Regions from separate parts of the Mus musculus genome. Here region 1 is linked to region 2. Evidence: chromatin contacts called from public Micro-C data. All regions are on one chromosome and are shown on one strand. The core of a region is the stretch at or near the end of the contact, and the rest is flanking DNA. Distances in the headings are between cores, read along the strand shown.

The links. Hi-C and Micro-C count contacts between places; a contact is called where the count stands out from the background.
Region 1: a contact with region 2 is called in a Micro-C map of embryonic stem cells, with 4 times the contacts expected there. The contact joins two enhancer-like sites. A contact is called at or near these places in 11 of 39 promoter capture datasets (the 3T3-L1 cell line, the C10 cell line, the HPC-7 cell line and 6 more), 8 of 484 Hi-C or Micro-C datasets (the Ba/F3 cell line and embryonic stem cells), 7 of 115 datasets of contacts at active chromatin or transcription factors (all in embryonic stem cells) and 2 of 9 other capture datasets (adipose tissue and embryonic stem cells).

The regions. Positions count from the first base shown.
Region 1 is chr10:12,607,069-12,609,768 of GRCm38.p6, forward strand. All of the region lies in intron 50 of Utrn (utrophin), which reads right to left. Among named protein-coding and RNA genes, the nearest start is that of Gm25139, 240 kb to the left of the region's middle. Within about 2 kb of position 1,428, at least 22 of the 459 cell types and tissues checked have an H3K27ac peak or open chromatin away from gene starts, as enhancers often do. A contact at or near this core is called in embryonic stem cells, where this site is marked.
Region 2 is chr10:12,384,277-12,386,976 of GRCm38.p6, forward strand. Utrn (utrophin) reads right to left here. Exons shown (of 74, transcript NM_011682.4): 73 at 1,242-1,264. Among named protein-coding and RNA genes, the nearest start is that of Gm25139, 17 kb to the left of the region's middle. Within about 2 kb of position 1,360, at least 3 of the 459 cell types and tissues checked have an H3K27ac peak or open chromatin away from gene starts, as enhancers often do. A contact at or near this core is called in embryonic stem cells, where this site is marked.

The DNA.
Region 1 (2,700 bases), core at 178-2,677, 220 kb after region 2:
ATAGAAACTGGAAACAAAAACGTTCATATAGCCAAAATAGTTTCAAAAATAATGTAGCTCATTGTTTTTCTTTTTTTTTTTTTCTTTTTTTTTTTTTTTTGGTTTTTCGAGACAGGGTTTCTCTGTGTAGCCCTGGCTGTCCTGGAACTCACTTTGTAGACCAGGCTGGCCTCAAACTCAGAAATCCACCTGCCTCTGCCTCCCGAGTACTGGGATTAAAGGCGTGCGCCACCACAGCCCAGTTGCTCATTGTTTTTTCAACTTCAAGATGAGAACAAGTACCTAGGCATGCCCAAGACTACGGGTGATGAAACATCTACACAGGGGATTTCCTTCCTAGTACAGTGAAAATACAACGAATGATAACTAAAAGAAAGTATAGCAATGACTTAAGCTACTTTCTCTTTCTTTACCCCTCAACCGCATGGTTCTTTGTAGCTCAGGATAACCACTGTGACCACCTGAAATGAAATGCAGAGAGACACTGAATCTGGAATCAGAAAACCTGTCAACAGTGCCAGTTAAATCATGTACTGGCCAAGCATCGCCTACTCTGTGCCTTCACTGTGGAGTTAAAAGAGCTTGTTTCTCCAGATGTTACATAGAACTGGTGACAATTTTCTTTCCCAGACAGATGATAGGTAGGAAGATAGATAGATAGATAGATAGATAGATAGATAGATAGATAGATAGATGAAAGATATGTAGATAGATGATATATAAATTAGATAGATAGATAAATAGAAGATATATAAATGGATAGATGATAGATAAAACATATAAAAATATATATTAACACTATCTTAAAAACACATAGAACGTTTACAATCCTATTCATTAGGCGTCTCTGTCCGTGTTTCATTAGACGCTTTCCCATGGAGTCTAGGGTTGTTGCTTTCCTGTTAATTTTTATTGTGCTGTGGTTTTCTATGTCAACAGTTTTTGTTTTCCTAGTCCTTTTACAGTAGGAAAAAATACAGACACCATAAATATGGCCTGAGAAGGTGGCTCACTGGATAAAGTGCTTGACTTGAGCTTGATTCTCAGAAACCACAGAAAAATGTTTGTTGGGTATGGTGGTGTGTGTGCACTGTCTTTGTAATCCCAGAGCTAGGGAAGTCTAAACAGGGAGAATCCACCCCAGTCTGGACAGCTTGGTGAGGTCAGGCCAATAAAAGATCCTGTCTCAAAAGAGATGGTCACTTTTGTGAATGTGGTGTTGAACAGGTATGGAGCCCATACACAAATGTATATAAGTGCTTGGCCCATAGGAAGTGACAGTATTAGGAGCTGTGGCCTCCTTGGAGGAGGTGTGGCCTTGTTGGAGAAAGTGTGTCACTGTGAGGGCAGGCTTTGAGGTAGCATAAGGTCAAATGTGGCTGGTGTGACACAGTCTCCAACTGCTGTTTGAGGATCCAGATATAGAACCCTCAGCTCCATGTCTGCCTGCACTCTGCCATGCTTCCCACCATGATGGTAAGGGACTGAACCTCTATACTGTAAGCCAGCGCAATTAAATGTTTTGTCTTGTTTTGTTTTTTTAATAAGAGTTGTCAAGGTCATGGTGTCTATACACAGAAACTGTCTACCAATTCTATAATAAACATGCACAAATATGTATTAGGAGGAGGAGGAAGAGAAGGAGGAAGAAGAGGGAGAAGAGAAGGAGGAAGAGCAGGGAGAAGGAGGCACCCACCCTGAAAACCAACACCTTCCAGCAACTGCAGGGAATTGCCCTTAGGGCCTTACATATGTTAGGCAAATGTTCACCTGGCACAATACACAAAGCTTTGATACTTTAACATTTCAATACAAGACAGAGAGTCACTAAGTTATACAACCTGACCTTCAGTTCACTCTACAAACCACCCAGGCCTGGAACAATCTTCCAGCCTCAGCTTCCCAGTTAGCTGAGAGTACAGAACCTGTACCACCAGGCCTGACCCAACTACTTCACTTTCCATTCTAGAGGGATTCCGTTCCGGCTTTATCAGGCCATGCTGTCACAGCGGCCAATTATTTATTAAGCATTAAAAAGCACTGTCCGCTTCTGTGACTGAGCTTTGTTACAAATCAGTCTTTCAGAACTTCACAGACCTGAACAAACTAGAAAAAGAAAAATGAAAAGCAATCCTCTCCCACACTCCACATCCTTTCCAACTTCAATTACTTGGACTCATTTACCTTGCCTGAGATGAACAAACTTCGAGCAAGTGAGAAAACGACAATGGTGTGACATTGTCTATATTCTCCTATCCCTGCTAATTGCTTAATTTCCAGAGCTAAATATAAACAACTAACTTCCCTTTGAAAGGCCAGCAGGGCTCTGCCGAGAACCAAGAGAAAGCGGTTCGTGCCTATAGCTTTCAGATCCATACATACAGGCTGGAAATTTCCATTTGATACTTAATAAACTGCACCCCAGAGGAAACACAAGTCATCAAGCTTTTAGTCACGATGACAAAATAGCATTTTCTGAATCTAGAGTGCTATGCCAGCTCTCTTCTCAGAAAGAACTTTCTGTTTACTCCCTACTGTATCCGCGTCAGTCACGCAGAGTTCCAACTAACGTTTTTTGTTCTTAAAGAACCACTTAACTTTGTGACCGGCATTTGGGGGTGGGGGTGTTTTTCGAGACAGGATTTCTCTGTATTTTCCTGGCTGTCCTGGAACTCACTCTGTAGACCAGGCTGGCCTCGA
Region 2 (2,700 bases), core at 110-2,609:
GGGAAAATAAGGGCATCTTTCAGAACTAACTAAAACTTTATATGGCTGTGTTCAAAGGGGACCCTCCCCCAACTGCTCATGTGGGATGAGGACATTTCCTTCACCCTGAAGTCACATGCCAGCTGTTTATTACAGTAGTCAACACCAACATAAAAGCAGAGGCCAGGGGTGACAAGACGTCTTTTTTTTTTTTTTTTTTTTTTTTTTTAAACAGGCTAGAAACCCAGGTCAAATTGAGAGGTCTTTGCTTCTTGGGAAAGGTAGCGATGATATATGTGTTAGGCTACCAAAAGAGTACCCCATTCCTTCATGTCCTAGAGAGGAGGAGACAGATGTCTAGTGGTGTCTGCTATGTGGAAAATGCCAATGGGTCTAAATACGGGCTACACAATTTTGAAGTAGATTTTTGAAAAAACATGTCTAACTTGAGTACTTTTAACAAATGGATTGTTTTGGGATGTGTCTGCTTCCCTGCACATGAGCACATCTTCCCATCTCTTCTTATACCTCTGAGGGTTCTTCTGTCATCTCACTTCCCTTTAAAATCCTTGCTTCCAATGGACCAGGACAATGGGCATCACCGGAAGATGCTAACCCTACCTACTGTGTCACAGACTGCTTTACAGACACCTGTCTTCTAGCCAAGACCCCAGTTCCACTTGCTAATAAGATGAAACAATGTTGACTGTTTTGAAAGGACTAATAAATTCACTCAAGAAAATGTTTTATAAAGATCTGCTTTGGCTCCGTGGTATATTTTAATTAATGGCTCCTCATAAGGAACCAAACAAAACTGAAAGCTACTGGGCTAAAGATGCCAGAAGAGCTCAACGTATTTTCTTAAATGAAAAAGGCAACTCTGTCTTCATTGGAGTAATGATCTCAGTATTGCCCTGTAGTACCAGGGACATTTCAAAGTCACTGTTCTGTGACAAATGTGAGATTTGAGGTCAGTCAGATTTACACAGAAACTTGTATAGTAGAGAGCATGGAATGAGAACTGAAATCCAGCATGGGTACTTTGGGTGCCTCATAGAGTTTGGTTTGGGGAACCAAATGGTCCCACCCAACATCTTCAAAGCAACAATCTGTTGTACAGAACCAAGTAACACTTAAACATCACGTGGCTTTACTCATTTATATGGAGAATGAAGTAAGACTAAACTAAATCAATAGCAGCTAATGTGCTTACGCCCAGATGGGATCAAGAAAGCGAAGTCAATTGAACCATTAACTCTTACCTGTGGCCTGCTGGGGACATTTGCTGAAAAAGAAAATAGAAGAAATCAATTGAGGGCTTTACTATTGCTTTGTGCCTTCCCTTCTCATGCATGCAAATGTATAGAATGCTTTTCAGAGGAAGAGAATAGCTCTGCCCTTCCAAGGATGCTAGCAGGAAGCAGAGGCCAGCCACCCTGACCCTCTAAGCAAGGCTAGTTTTCCAAGTAAATGTCTCATATTCTATGTGATTTGAAATGCAAACATTCTAGAGAGAGAGAGAGAGAGAGAGAGAGAGAGAGAGAGAGAGAGAGAGAGAGAGAGAAGAAAAAGAAAAAACCAAAACCCCACACAAAACATATACTAGCTCTTTTAAAACATTCAGGAAGGATCTTGGTCCGGGACCCGCCGAACTTAGGAAATTAGTCTGAACAGGTGAGAGGGTGCGCCAGAGAACCTGACAGCCTCTGGAACAGGCAGAGGCACAGAGGCACTGAGGCAGCACCCTTTGTGGGCCGGGGACAGCCAGCCACCGTCTGGACCGGAGGACAGGTGCCCGCCCGGCTGGGGAGGCGGCCTGGGCCACAGCAGCAGCGGTCGCCATCTTGGTCCGGGACCCGCTGAACTTAGGAAATTAGTCTGAACGGGTGAGAGGGTGCGCCAGAGAACCTGACAGCCTCTGGAACAGGCAGAAGCACAGAGGGGCTGAGGCAGCACCCTGTGTGGGCCGGGGACAGCCGGCCACCTTCCGGACCAGAGGACAGGTGCCCGCCCGGCTGGGGAGGCGACCTAAGCCACAGCAGCAGCGGTCGCCATCTTGGTCCGGGACCCGCCGAACTTAGGGAATTAGTCTGAACAGGTGAGAGGGTGCGCCAGAGAACCTGACAGCTTCTGGAACAGGCAGAAGCACAGAGGCGCTGAGGCAGCACCCTGTGTGGGCCGGGGACAGCCGGCCACCTTCCGGACCAGAGGACAGGTGCCCACCCGGCTGGGGAGGCGGCCTAAGCCACAGCAGCAGCGGTCGCCATCTTGGTCCGGGACCCGCCGAACTTAGGAAATTAGTCTGAACAGGTGAGAGGGTGCGCCAGAGAACCTGACAGCTTCTGGAACAGGCAGAAGCACAGAGGCGCTGAGGCAGCACCCTGTGTGGGCCGGGGACAGCCGGCCACCTTCCGGACCGGAGGACAGGTGCCCACCCGGCAGGGGAGGCGGCCTAAGCCACAGCAGCAGCGGTCACCATCTTCGTCCCGGGACTCCAAGGAACTTAGGAATTTAGTCTGCTTAGGTTAGAGTCTGTACCACCTGGGAACTGCCAAAGCAACACAGTGTCTGAGAAAGGTCCTGTTTTGGGCCTTCTTCTTCGGCCAGGAGGAGGTCCAAATACAAGATATCTGCGCACCTTCCCTGTAAGAGAGCTTGCCAGCAGAGAGTGCTCTGAGCACTGAAACTCAGAGGAGAGAATCTGTCTCCCAGGTCTGCTGA